Regions from separate parts of the Zea mays genome. Here region 1 is linked to region 2. A link is a contact called in public Hi-C data. All regions are on one chromosome and are shown on one strand. Each heading gives the region's core, a stretch centred on a gene start, on an enhancer-like site or on the middle of the called end of the contact. The rest is flanking DNA. Distances are from core to core; before and after follow the strand shown.

What was found. Hi-C and Micro-C count contacts between places; a contact is called where the count stands out from the background.
Region 1: a Hi-C map of tassel shows a contact between it and region 2, with 3 times the contacts expected there. The contact joins the promoter of LOC100275749 here to the promoter of LOC100278833 in region 2. A contact is called at or near these places in 2 of 25 Hi-C or Micro-C datasets (ear and tassel).

What each region holds. Positions count from the first base shown.
Region 1 is chr6:159,076,835-159,083,974 of Zm-B73-REFERENCE-NAM-5.0, forward strand. LOC100275749 reads left to right here and starts at 4,066. Exons shown (of 4, transcript NM_001372367.1): 1 at 4,066-5,189; 2 at 5,962-6,120; 3 at 6,874-7,140. The coding sequence starts at 4,318.
Region 2 is chr6:158,855,934-158,862,752 of Zm-B73-REFERENCE-NAM-5.0, forward strand. LOC100278833 (TPX2 (targeting protein for Xklp2) protein family) reads left to right here and starts at 4,942. Exons shown (of 10, transcript NM_001151979.2): 1 at 4,942-5,289; 2 at 6,689-6,812. The coding sequence starts at 6,741.

The DNA.
Region 1 (7,140 bases), core at 2,816-5,315, 220 kb after region 2:
ATCGCAATTCCCTATTAAATACCTTGGGATTCCTTTGTCGGTTGAGAGGCTCAAAAAAGTTGACTTCCAGTATCTTCTCGATAAGGTTAGCAGCAAGTTAACATGCTGGCAAGGTCGCAATTTCACTTTTGCAGGAAGACTCGTTTTGGTCAAATCCGTGTTGTCTGCACAACCTGTTCACACTCTTACGACCATTAATGTACCTAAGGTGGTGCTCGAAAAAATTGACAAATTTAGGAAGCATTTCCTATGGGCAGGGAATGAGAACCTCACTGGTGGCAAGTGCAAGGTTAACTGGCCGACGGTGGCGAGGCCGTTGGATCTTGGGGGGCTCGGCGTACTTGACATCCATCGCTTTGCAAGGGCGCTGCGGCTCCGCTGGCTATGGCGGGAGTGGGAGGTCCCAGAGGCCCCTTGGGCAGGGTTACAGACCCCTTGCAACGACACTGATAAACTACTCTTTGCAGCAGCCACGAGAATCGCAATTGGCGACGGCGCCAAGACCTCCTTCTGGCATTGCGCCTGGGTCAACGGTCGACGACCCAAGGACATTGCGCCTGACATCTTCGCTGCCTCCTCTGACTGCAGGCTCTCTGTTCGGGAGGCCTTGACTGACAGCACGTGGGTCAACCACATTGATCTTCACGCGATCCACACGGCGGATCATCTAAAACAGTTTGTGGAGCTCTGGTCCTTCGCCCATTCGGTCTCCTTGGTGCAGAACACAGAGGATCGCATCGATTGGATCTACAACGCCTCCGGTGAATATTCTGCAGCCTCTGCTTACCGGATTCAATTCATGGGTCACACTTGTTCCAATCTCAAAGCCCTTATTTGGAAGCCATGGGGGCCATCGAAATGCAAACTATTCGCTTGGCTTATCATCCGCAACCGGGTTTGGACCTCTGATAGGCTCGCAGCTCGTGAATGGCCGCACAGTCCTTCTTGTCCGCTTTGCAAGCGGCACCCTGAGACAGCTCATCACATTATTGCTGGTTGCCGCTACTCGAGGAGAATTTGGGACGCCCTAGCATCTTGGCTCTCCATTGGCCCTTTAGCTCCAGCTACCTGGCCGGACTCTACTTCCATCAAGCAGTGGTGGTTTATGGTCGGCTCAGTCGCTGTGCCCAAAAAGGGAACGCGCTCCCTGCTCCTACTGGTGGTCTGGCACATTTGGCTGGAAAGGAACAACCGCACCTTCCAAAGGCAAGAGAGGTCAGTGGCAGATCTGCTAGCAGCAATTAAGGCAGAGGCAAGGCTGTGGGGTGTCGCAGGTGCTAAGCACCTTCTTGCGCTTTTACCTATGCTGTAATTACGTAACCTCTATGTACCCTTCCTGCGGTGTCTCTTGGGCACTGCTTCACTCTCTTCTTTATTAATAGAAACGTGCACAATCTCATGCCGTTCGTTCAAAAAAAAAAGATGATGACTGGATGATTCTGCAGTTGGCCTTGAAATTTCAGAGTTCGAAACCCCTCTGCACCTCCCCAAGCAGCCATGGATACTAACACAAACAGTTATTCTGTGGTAGACTCCTCTGGATTCTGTGATTCAGTTTCATGTTGATCAGTTACCAAGAGTTCCCAAACCTCTTCTAGTGCATGAAGATGAGCAGCAGCAATGCATTTGTGACCATGATTCTATTTCTCTGCGCACTTTTCACAAAGACCTCTTGCTCGACGAAATCGGCGCAACACATCCAATTTATCTTCAGCGGATGATGTCTTGTGGCTGTCAGGTGGTTGACCCCATTTAGGCGATCCCGACTGGAACCCGTAGTGTGGAAGCAAGGATCGATGATTAGACGAAGCTCCGCATTGCCATCTCCCTGACGCCAACGCCTCCTCCTGTACCAAAACAAGAGAGCACGCAGTATCCAGAGTTGAAGGACGTTGCACCATAATCACTGATTTAATATCATCATGTAAACCATCAATGAAACACATGGTATAATATAATGGATCGGCATTATCTTCATAAGCTGATTGGTGATCAACAAGGACAGAAAACTGCTCTACATACTCCACCACCGAACCCGTCTGACGAATATGAAAGAGCCTTCTAATCAAGGATTGATGCTGATCATGCCCAAAGTGGCTATGAATTTGAGCACAAAACTCTGACCATGACAAAAAACGCACGCGGCGGCCCACAGCTTGCAGCCAACCCACGACGCGGCCAGAGAAATGCATTGTTGTCACCCGAATCCAGTGCGATGGGTCAACCTCATACGTATCAAAGTAATTCTCACAACTCGACTTCCATAATTGTAGATTATCCCCATCGAATACATGAAAATTCAGACGAGGAAGACTACCATAGCCCCCTTAAAATCTTCTGGGTCCCTATGCCCTTCGTGCGGTCTAGTAAAATCAGGTAGTAAAATCAGGGATAACACCAAACCTTTGGAAGTGTGGATCGGGGATCTTACCCTTGACCGGGCCGTGAGGTTGGGTCGGGATGCGACCAAACTCACGCTCCCGGTGATTGTGTTCGACGCAGTGGCCATCCGGCCCGTCGGCGTTGTGGAATCCGGCAGGTGAGCGCCTGAACGCCGACCCCGAAGACACAATCAGACCGGGTTTGGAAGCTTCGGCAGTGAAGGTGCCGCGCTCCAGGAGCCTGGTCGCCCTGGCGAGTTCAAGAACATGTTGTCGAGGCGCTTCTCCACATCTGGGCGCCACTCCTCGAACCGCGCCTGATCCATCTCTAGGGAGATGAATCGGGTCTCCACCTTGTGCTCCGACGCTTTGATTCGTTGCTCGAGCTCGCTGCAGCGCCCAATCATGGCGTCTGTTATCGACTCTCCATTTGGGACAACTGGTCGAGGACGCGTTGCATCACCGCATCCATAGCCGCCATCGACGCTCCAGGATCGTACTCGTGTACCATTGACAGAATACACCTTTTAAAGGGTGGGTTTTGGATAGTCTTGATATGTTTAAATCCATAGCAAGTCAACATCTTTACTAACTTTTTTTTCGATCTTATTCAATCCATATGACGTAGAAATAACCGAACAAAATCGTCAGGAACCCACAGGAGGATGCAAATATCCTTAGACATGCGTCCTTGTATAATGTCGTCTCTGCAGAGCAGTTTTGTAATGCATATTTGGTAAATATAGTAGCATGTTTTACCTTTCAATGATGACAGAACTTGTTGCAGATGTGAAATACTTGTGCTGGTTATTTGTTATATATGAACGTCGTAAACTAAACTTTGTGCAATGGATATCCATCGATATATTCTGACATTATTATCTTGGACGCGACAAAGAAGCTTGCGAGGGATGCCTTCTGTTCCTGGGGGTTCGTGCCTACACTTCTCACCGAGGCGAACTGAAGAAAATTTTCATGGTGAAGAAAGCTCCACCTGGGCCATGTAGCGAGGAGCTTCGGGCTAAAAGAGTAGCCATCGCCCATCGCTGGTTGGATTCGAAGCTCACATCAGAAGAGCAGAAGCGTGAGCGGCCTGCCAAGAGGAGAAAGAAAGCCGCTACCGCTACACTCTACAAAGTGAGCTTGCACAACCACAACCGAAATGCTGCATCGTCTGACTTTGGATCATGATGCGCGCCCCCTTGCAAACAGTTTGTTTAGAAATAATCAGAACCATCAGGCCGATTGTGTTCGCCCATGGATTCGGGGCAGCCAGGAGCCAGCTGTGCACATTGCTGTACCATACCTGGTCAATAGGTAGATCTGGAGTGTCACTGTCAGAGTAAACAATTAGACCTCGATCACGGGCAATCTTTGACTTTCATTTTCATTAACTACCAATGCACGTTATTGTATGCCTTTCATCACTGTGTGTCTGTCCGTAAGTAAAGGGGGGAAAGTTAGCTGCAATGCTATGATCAGGTAGATTCCAGAAGCCAACAGGCAAATTCCAGAAGCCAACAGGCCCCCGCTCCAACGTGCTCCCCACTTGTCCTCCAAAGACAACCTGCCATGTGGGCCGTTACGACCTTAAATCATCCATCCCACATGTCAGTGACGGCAACCCCTCCGCCAAAAGTGAACTGTGAACCGGACGATCCAGGCATCCAGCTAACCGCTTCCCCCTCGTCGCGCTCGCGCCGCGCCGCGCCTCGCCTCCACCAGCTACGCCGTCACGCGAGCTCACGGCCCGGGGGCCTCGGAAGCACAACCACCACGCGTCCACGCCGAAGCCACGAGGAGAGCCTGTCTCTCCTCCGGGGATTCTATCGCCGGCTGGTCTCAGCGGCGCCACTTGGAGCAGGCGGCACCCGCTCCGTACTGCTGCTGATTTGGTGAGCGCGGGCAGCCGCGGGATGGGAGATCTGGTGGCGTGATGGTGAGCCCGGGCAGTAACCGGGGCGGCCTGTCGCGCGTATCGACGCGGGGCGGCGTCGCCGGGCCGGGGAGCCCGCGCGCCTCTCCTGCCGCGACCGCTTTCGCGGCGCTACGGCGCAGGTGGCGGTGGGCGCCCCCGGGCTCGTCGACGCTGGAGCGCGCGGCCCGCGCGTTCCTGCTGGCCTCCGCAGCGCTCGTGCTCTCCTGCGCGCTCTACCTCTACGTGCTGCGCTACGTCGGCCGGGGAGGTCGCGCCTTCGCCGCCGCGGGCTTCGTCGGGGACGCCGTCCTGGGCCTCGGCGGCGAGCCGTGCGACGTGTTCGACGGCGCCTGGGTGCCCGACGACACCGGCCTCCGCCCGCTCTACAATAGCTCCGGGTGCCCGTTCGCTGAGCGCGGGTTTGACTGCCTCGCCAACGGGCGGAACGACACTGGGTACCTCAAGTGGCGGTGGAAGCCGCGCCGGTGCGGCGTGCCGCGGTTTGCGGCCCGCACCGCGCTGGAGCGGCTGCGCGGGAAGCGGGTGGTGTTCGTGGGGGATTCCATGAGCCGCTCGCAGTGGGAGTCCTTCATATGCATGCTCATGGCCGGCGTGGATGACCCCAGGACGGTCTTCGAGGTGAACGGGAACGAGATCACCAAGACGATACGCCACCTGGCGGTCAGGTTCGCGTCTCACGGCCTCACCGTGGAATTCTTCCGGTCCGTGTTCCTCGTGCAGGAGCATCCTGCCCCGCGGCATGCCCCCAAGAGGGTCAAATCCACTTTGAGGCTTGACAGGATGGATAATTTCAGCCGGAAATGGGTCAATTCGGACGTACTGATTTTCAACACTGGGCATTGGTGGACACCGACCAAATTGTTTGATACGTAAGGTCCCTTCCATTGATTTACTGTGCCTTTTAGTTCTAACTTGAAAATGTGTAGTTGTTTCAGTAGTGCCAATGTCTGCTTTGCAATTCATATTTTCTTTTTCGGACAATTTCTTAGGATTGAATATTCTATATTCATGGTTGAATAGGTAGTGAATCATTTCTTCTTTTTCCTTCAGAAAAAAAACAGTGAAGGGATATGTGGTGTTGTGCTCACTTTGATGCTTTGGCTGCTGACCAATATTTTTAATACCGTGCCTTATTTTAGAAATATAATCCTAACTCATATTCTAGTTAGAGGTAGAGTTTGATACATCTTGGATATTGGGGAGTGATGCATCTCTCTATTTCACATAGGTACCAATAACGCAGCAGAAAATTGGGGGGGGGGGGGGGGGGGGGGGGGTCATGGAAAAATGATCGCCTTGCGTATTTTTTGCTACACCAAATCTTTTCTTGGTACCTAGTAAAATCATATTTGCTTTTGATGACGCTTATCGATAGGTACAGTCTTATATGATGGCATTCTTGAAATGTAAAATGTTAAAATTGTCAACTTGGCGATTTCACCTGCCAGCTGACATGCACCTTCCATTCAACATCTTTTCCATTTGTCTCCTGGGTATACTGTATTCATATCATTTTTCCATCTTCAGATTTTAACATAGCCTTTTTATCTTCATATTCTCTGCATCTAAGTGGTGTGCTAGTACTAATGTAACTGAAACACAAGTTTGATGGTTTTTCTTTTTACCTGGTCTTCCCAACAGGGGTTGCTATTTTCAGGCTGGACGTTCTCTTAAATTAGGTACATCCATTGATGCTGGTTTCAGGATGGCACTGGAGACCTGGGCCTCATGGGTACAAAAAAGAGTTGATTTAAACCGAACACATGTATTCTTTCGCACATATGAGCCATCGCATTGGGGGTAAGTTCTATAAAAAAATCAGACTGAGATTATTATGGTTGTCAGGCATTTGAATCTCATGGAAAAAACATGTAAAGGTGTTAATTAGATTCTTAAAGATTGTCATCATCCACATATCTTGATATAATTTTCGGCTCCATGAGATGATACCCTGATATGCCACTTAAATCGTAGGTAGATTGATAATGTCACTAGATAATTGGGGCAATTTAATTACAGCGAGAAAAAAGACGGTTAAGATCCCTGTCCATTTCGACTGCATGTAACATCTATAATCAGTCCAATGCACATGCAATGTGAATAGATCTAATTGTTCTAGCTCCACCAAACCATACATAATGGATTTATAAGCCTCCCACATTCTGGTTGACTTATGAGTTGTAAACTGCTTCATGTAAATAAACTACTAAGTAGTCTTACTCTTTACATAGTCAAACTGTGACTGTACTACGTTTAGGTCCTGTTTGGATTCATGAGCTGCTAATAGCTCATAGCTAATATTAGCTACCTAACTACAGCTGCTATTAACTGGTTTGGTCCAACTAGTGAAATAGTTGTTATAGTTGGTCAGCTAAAAATTAGATAGACTATTGGCTGGGCCTATTTGAATCCAAAGGAGCCAGCTAACTATTAGCTCTACGGATCCAAACATGGCCTTAGTTAATATGTAACTTTTATCTCACTCCATCTCATCATTTGCTCTGCTGTAGCTACTCTGTAAGAACTGACATGAGCTCTCTTCCCATTTCTTAGGGATACAAGCCAAAAGGTGTGTGAGGTAACAGAGCAGCCTTCATCAGAGGCCAAAGGAAATGATAAGAGTGAATTTGGGGCTATACTTGCTGATGTTGTAACCAACATGAAAGTTCCTATCACAGTACTAAATGTAACTTTAATGGGATCGTTTCGAAGTGATGCACATGTTGGCACTTGGAGTTATCCTCCCACTATACTTGATTGCAGCCACTGGTGTCTTCCTGGAGTCCCTGATGCTTGGAACGAACTCGTGTTTTCGTACCT
Region 2 (6,819 bases), core at 3,692-6,191:
GTTTCAGCTTATAGACTATATAATCTGGATTATAATCTAAATTATATAATCCAGATTATAATCTACATTTAGTTGTTTGGTAGTCTAGATTATACAAATGTAGATTATTCACAAACACAACAATACACTTATTTGTTTATTTGATGTGAGAAAAAAAGATGACATATATTGTAATTTCTATTTACATAACCATGGTTAGTGGATCTTTTATCAAAAGTAATCTCAAATAAGCTAATATTGAGGAGATTATGAGATTATCATAATCTAGGCTTTGGATTATATATTCTAGGTGTTTGTTTATCTGTTGGATTATTTACGCTGGATTATATAATCTGGAGAGATTATAATCCGAAACAAACATGGTCGTATTTTTTTATGTCTTATAAAGGACAAAAATATTTCTTTAGTTGATGAATTTTAGAGGGTGTTGCTAGAGACAGTCTTACCAAGGGAACTATCTCGAATGCAACTTTTTCCTTTAAAACTTCAGTAGCTCTCTAAGACCAAATCTGAATCTACAATAAAGATAGATTAATAGCAGAGCTCGTACATCGATCACCGGTGATGCACAATTACAACAACTAGTTAGCTAGAGATTAAACATATGATAATCCAGCAGCCACACATGCACATGTGAGGAGTAAACGAACAAGCAATTGCGGCAGGAAATCAAAAGGCCAACACAACTCACTTAAACTGGAGGAGATGAGTTACAGAAGGGGATGATTTGGTCACAGAAGATATCACAATTTTAAGTTTGAGTTACGGAAGGGGATGCAAAAAAAATAAAAAAATGGGTGGTCCCACTTAAACGGGTGACATAACAAGTTTTAATATATTTAGTAAGCAATATATAGAGAATTATTGGAGGAGATGAATTTTTGTTTCCTATATTATTTGAGAACTTGCTAAATCTAGAATTTAGGTAGTATAATTACACATAACTATTGGAGCTGCTCAAGGCATGCACAGTTCATTTAATATGAGGTCTCTTGAAGGGTCTTTAGTGGTTAGCTTAAAAAAGTACACGACTTTTAATATATATTGTCTTTTAATAACTATATTTATAATCTAGGAGCTCATGATTATATCATGCAGTCTTTTTATTGTCTCTTATACTTGAAAAACTGATCCAAGAGTCCAAGGTTGTACACGCCCTTAGTGTTGATACGCAAAAAATGTAAAAATGTTGAATGAGGAAAATACTAACATGTTTATGTGATGAGGTGTTGGAAAATAATTTATGCCACAAATATTAAAGAAATAAGAAGAAAATAAGCAGGAATACGAATGCCCTGATCAACCATCTATAAGAGAATGTCTCTAGCAGATTGTATATATGGTCGTGCAAAACTCTATTTTGCATAGTAGGTTGCACTGTTTACATAGTTAAGTTTGAAATATGAGATGAGATATGATAGGTAAGCTAATGGAGATAGCCTAAATACAAGAAGATCATAATGGTTTGTATCCCAACTTTCAACCACCAAAAATATATCACAAAAACCTTGTTGCCCTATCTCTCTCTGCCTTGATGTTCATGATGCATCAACAAGATTTGACGATGTTCTAGGTGGCCTTGACCCTAGTGAAACCACCTCGTGATCTTCCCTGATGGATCTTCCCAGGAGGTGTTTGGCAGTCTACCACATGAAGAACATCAACCATCCAACGTTGATTGAAGAGCTTCCCGATGATCTTCGCCTTTAAGATTGAAGCCAAATTCGCTGGTTATGGAAAAGCTTCCTTGAGAGTTACATCCAGGATTGATGACACAAGGTTACTCAATATTGTGAGCCTAACGATTCGAGTAACAACAGAATTAAAAGGGAATTGTGCTCTTGGGCCATTTCTATATTGTTTTGGTGATTAGATGCTCAACACATGTTGTTTATACTATCATAAGAAATGAGCATAGGTACATTAAGCAAATTGAGCTTGGAAGAGGACATAGTGCAAATCTATATGGACCAAGTAAAGAGGTAAGCTCTGGGCGCTTAGTCAATTGTTTTGTGCGCTAATCATTTTTGTTTAAGTGTCAGGGACTTTATGAATTCAAGTCAAAAGAAGCAAAGGAGAATGAGAAAGAAAAAGGAAAATGTGTGCTAGATTGTAGAGCATTGGACGGTCCGATGCCACCCACCGGACAGTCTGGTATGCACCGGACAGTCCGGTGCACGGTCCGGCCAACTGCCTGCTCTCGGGAATTCTAGGCTACGTCGACTATAATTCAACGGACCGTCCGCGTGGAGCGCCAGATCGTTCGTTGTGCTAGTCGCCAACAGCTAGTTGCCACGTCGGCCGAGGGCCAATGGTCAAGTGGTGCACCGGACAGTCCGGTGCCCCCACCGGACGGTCTGGTGCCCCCACCGGACGGTCTGGTGCCCCCTAGAACTGGAAACCAGCCAATCACACGATTCTCTGCCCGCACACTGTTCACTGTCCGATATGCACGGGACAGTCCGGTGCACCCACGGAAAGAAGGCAACCAAAGGCTACCAAATGGAGCTCCAATGGCTCCTAGGTCCCTTGGGGCTATAAAAAGGACCCTAGCCCCATGGAGCACTACACCAAGCATCCCTTAAATATTATACAACACCGAGATGCTACGACCACGCCATTGCTTCGCTAGTTAAAGATTCAAGCACATGTTTTTGAGTTGTAACTCTGTTGCGTCGTCTTTTGTGCTCTTCTCTTGGATTATGTACGTGTGTTGCTACGACTAGGGATGGCAATGGGGAATTCCCCGTCGGGTTTTAGCTCCCCAAACCCGTCCCCGCGAAGAAAAAATCTCCCCGCGGGGATCCCCACGAACGCTTGCGGGGGACATTTCTTCCCCATCCCCGTTCTCCGCGGGGATAAATCCCCATCGGGGATCCCCAACCCCGCTTAAATTATATTTAAATCGTACTTTATTTGTTATTAATGTAAAACATTGTCACTTATACACATTGTTAGATGTAAAAATCATTATGTGCGCATTAAAATCAATGTATTTGTACAACAGGTGATCTATTGACAAGGTAATTCTTTATTTCTATCATTAACTATTACATGAAAACATTGTCACATGTAAGTTTAACGGGTCCCCGCGGGGAACGGGGATGGGGAATGCTTCTCCATCCCTATCCCCGTTTACCCGTCGGGGGAGAATTTTCCCCCGTTTACATCCCCGTGGGGGAAGTAACTTCCCCATCCCCATCCCCTAATAGAGGAATTCCCCGCGGGGGAATCGGGGATCGGGTCCCCATTGCCATCTCTAGCTACGACTTTGTCTCGCGTGTGTGTTTCTACTCTCCTTGATATTGTGTTCATTTAAGATCAATTGTGTAAGACATGAGAGACTACAAATTGTGGATATTCCTCACAATGGGATATTCTTGAGATAAAGAGAGAATCGTGATATTCAAGTTGATCTTTGGATCGCTTGAAAGGAGTTGAGTGCAACCCTCGTCCATCGGGCAAGTATATTATACTTGACCAAACCACGGGATAAAAAATCACCGTGTCACTTGTCTCTATTTCACTGTTCAATGTCAGCTCTAAGTAACGGCTAGTTGATGTGGTAGGACTCGTGGCAGGGTCAGGTGGCACTCTGGACTGGTCCAGTGCCACATGACACACATAGAGGGCATATCCCATTGATTGAGGTGACCGTTGGAGGTCTAGTGGTGCATCAGAGGAAAGTAGATTATGTAGATTTTTAGCAACACTGTTTAAGTGGTTTTGAGCTATAAATACCCAAACAACCTCTATTAAACACCAAATAATACAAGTGTCGTACTTTTAGCCCCAAACACTTCTGTTCTCCAAGCCATTTCGAGAGATTCAAGTGCCTTTTATGATCTGTGTTTGTGGTGTTGTGTGGAGCTAGTCTTTCTATAGAGAAGATAAGGCTATGTGCTTTTGTGATCTGTGTTTGTGGTGTTGTGTTTTTGGATTGTGTTTTTGCTTTTGTTCTCTGTGTTCTTGATTGTAATTACTGGCAAGAGGCTCCGATTGTGTGGAGTGTCTTGCATCTCAATATCAAGAAATTTGAAGGCTCAAGCTTGATCGTTGGGATCTTTTAAGAGGGTTGAGAGAGACCCTATCCTTAGGGATACCTCAACGTGGACGTAGTTTTTTTGGAACCTAACCTCAGTAAGAAAAATCGAGTGTCTACTCATGTTCTTTACTTTCTATTGCGATTTGTTCTTCTCTCCCCCTCTAAGTTCTCTTGTGATAATCTCCCATTCTAAATCACTTGTGTTGCTCTCTAACTAATTCCGCATCTATAAGAGCAACTAGTGCAAGAGAACTCTTTTCCCTCTCCCCGTTTATATTTTCTCTCGTTCTAACACTAAATCTCCCTTAGGCGACTATCAAAGGTTTTTACACTTAGGCAGTTTTGTCGTAGCCACCTGGTGTTTGGTTGTAGAGACTAAAGTTTAGGTCGTGCCACATCAGATGTTTGAATGTCTATCACAAGTATTAAATATAATCTAATTATAAATTTAATTACACAACAATGAGATAGTTTTTAAGGCTAATTAAACCACAATCAGCAAGTGTTTACTATAGCATTACATACGCGAAACATGAACCAGTACATTTGATAAATTCATCTTGTGGTTTAGTTTTAGTTTTTATACGTATAAGTAATTTTATAACTAGACTATATTTAATACTTCAAACTAGCATATAAATATCAAATATGACACGTATTAGTCTTGAGAAACAAACGCCCCCATTCAATTTATTTTAAACAACAACTAGGTTTGCAATTAATTATTAAAAATATTGTTTTAAAAAGAACCTAAGCTGTGCGTGTGTACGAGATATCTGTGTCTATACAACTAAAAAAAGTATAAAAATATCTTTATGACATAAGTTTATTTGAACAAATATTCCTCTCATATGCTATAACGCTTTTTAAAATATCCTTTCTCTTCTGCTCGGCGGCCCAAATACTTCTCATCCCCACTCCCCAGCGTCCTCTGCTCTGCCGCCGCACCCAACTAAAGCGCAGTGCGTGGCCAGTAGTGTGGACGTGCGGTGGCTTCACGCTCGCACCGCTCGCCAGCCCGGACCCTAATCCAGCGTGCTTGGCGCGAGCACGGAAGGAATCCCCGTAGCGAGGAAGGAATCACCGGCAGCGGGTGGAAAGCTTCACGGGGCCCAAGCAGGGGCTGCAGGAGGCCGCGACCGGGCTGTTTCGGCTCATGCCTGGATCTGGGGGAGAGGGACGCGCGGAGCCGCGCCGCGCCGGATCCCGTTCGTCGGCGCCCGGATGGTGATCAGCGGTTCCAGGTATGGGTGGTTTTGGCCTGCCCGCTCTTGTCTGGGTTCTTGCTTGGTTTTGGGAGTGGGGGGCCGATGCTGTTCCGGCTTCTTGGTCGGTCTCTGACTGAGGGCAGAGTAGTGCGGGAGATGCCGCCTCGCGAGGTTGGCGGTGGTTAGATGCTGGTAGCGGTGAGGAATTCTGCAATGCCGCTGGACTCGCTTGCAGTTTCATGTGCCTTGCCGCGTTTCTTGAATCCCCATCGTTGCTGTTTTCTTATTTTCCTTGCTATTGCTATTTTCTCTTCCATGTGAAGGTGTTTGCGTTTTTGGAAAGTTTTTTTGTTCTGGATTTGGTAGTTTCTCATGTTTTCCTATACTTTCCAAATCGTCTTGCTACTAATGATGACACGGACATATATGTGCGTGAATTTTGAACCGTGTCTGTTTTGAAGACTATTTTACAAGCTGTGCTACTGCGGCTTTTCTTCTGGTATTCTCTTTCCCTGATTGGCTGATTCCGCCCGCCCAAAAGGTTCCGAGGTTTCACCATTGCAGTTTGAGTTCTTTGCAGCTTCAGTTGTACTAGTTCTGTGCAGATTTCTTTCTTTCTTTTTTGCTGGAACACCCGTTCAATCTGCCAAGCGTTTAAATTTAGGGAAATTTGGAACTGTACCATTAAAAAATTACAACTTTAGATATATACCATTGCTATCTCACTCCCACATGAGTCAATGACATGTGGAGCCAATAGTATGTATAATAGTATATATCTAAAGTTGCAATCTTTTAATGGTCCAATTATTCCTAAATTTACCAATTAACTTGTCAACCGTCGCATGATACAACTATATTTTTATTGGGTTTTATTCCCCACCTTGTATAGTTGTATTGTTGCTATCTTGTATAGTTGTATTGTTGCTATCTCATGCTGTCCCAGTTGTACGTACTATAGATATTCCACTGGTTTAACTGCTTGTCATATGCGTACACTACTACAATAGTAGAACATCGTGTAGGTGAAGTGTTGATTTCTGAGGTTTGGTGAGGCGCGACTGATGCCAATGGTCCCATGTTCGGTTAGAAAATTTGGAATCTATCATGAGCCCCTGACCCTATCATGTATTATTTCGCAGTGATAGAAAATTATTGATTTCTAAAGGGTGTACCTTAGAATCTTTCATCACTGTCAGCGTCAGTGTGTGTTGTCAGCATTTATACGCCCTGTTCGTCCTTTTGAAATAGCTAGTAAGTTGGGCTCGCACCTGGGTTATAGGTTGCATTCAGAGATTTTCCTGTGTACCTAGCTCGAATTATTTGACCAAAGAATTGCCTGAAATCAATGAACAACTTTGTTAAGTTCTAATCTGCCTGTCAAAATGAACCTCAACTGTGGCTGTATATATGAATTTCTCTTGTTACTTTGCAGGGTTTACAAGTAACGTTTGCACAACAATAGTGAACTAGGTACACACTACAAGATGACAACTGAGGTCAATCAAAACTTTTTTGCATGGTCACAGGAGGAAACTTCGGTGCAAGATCTTTCACAGGTTATCT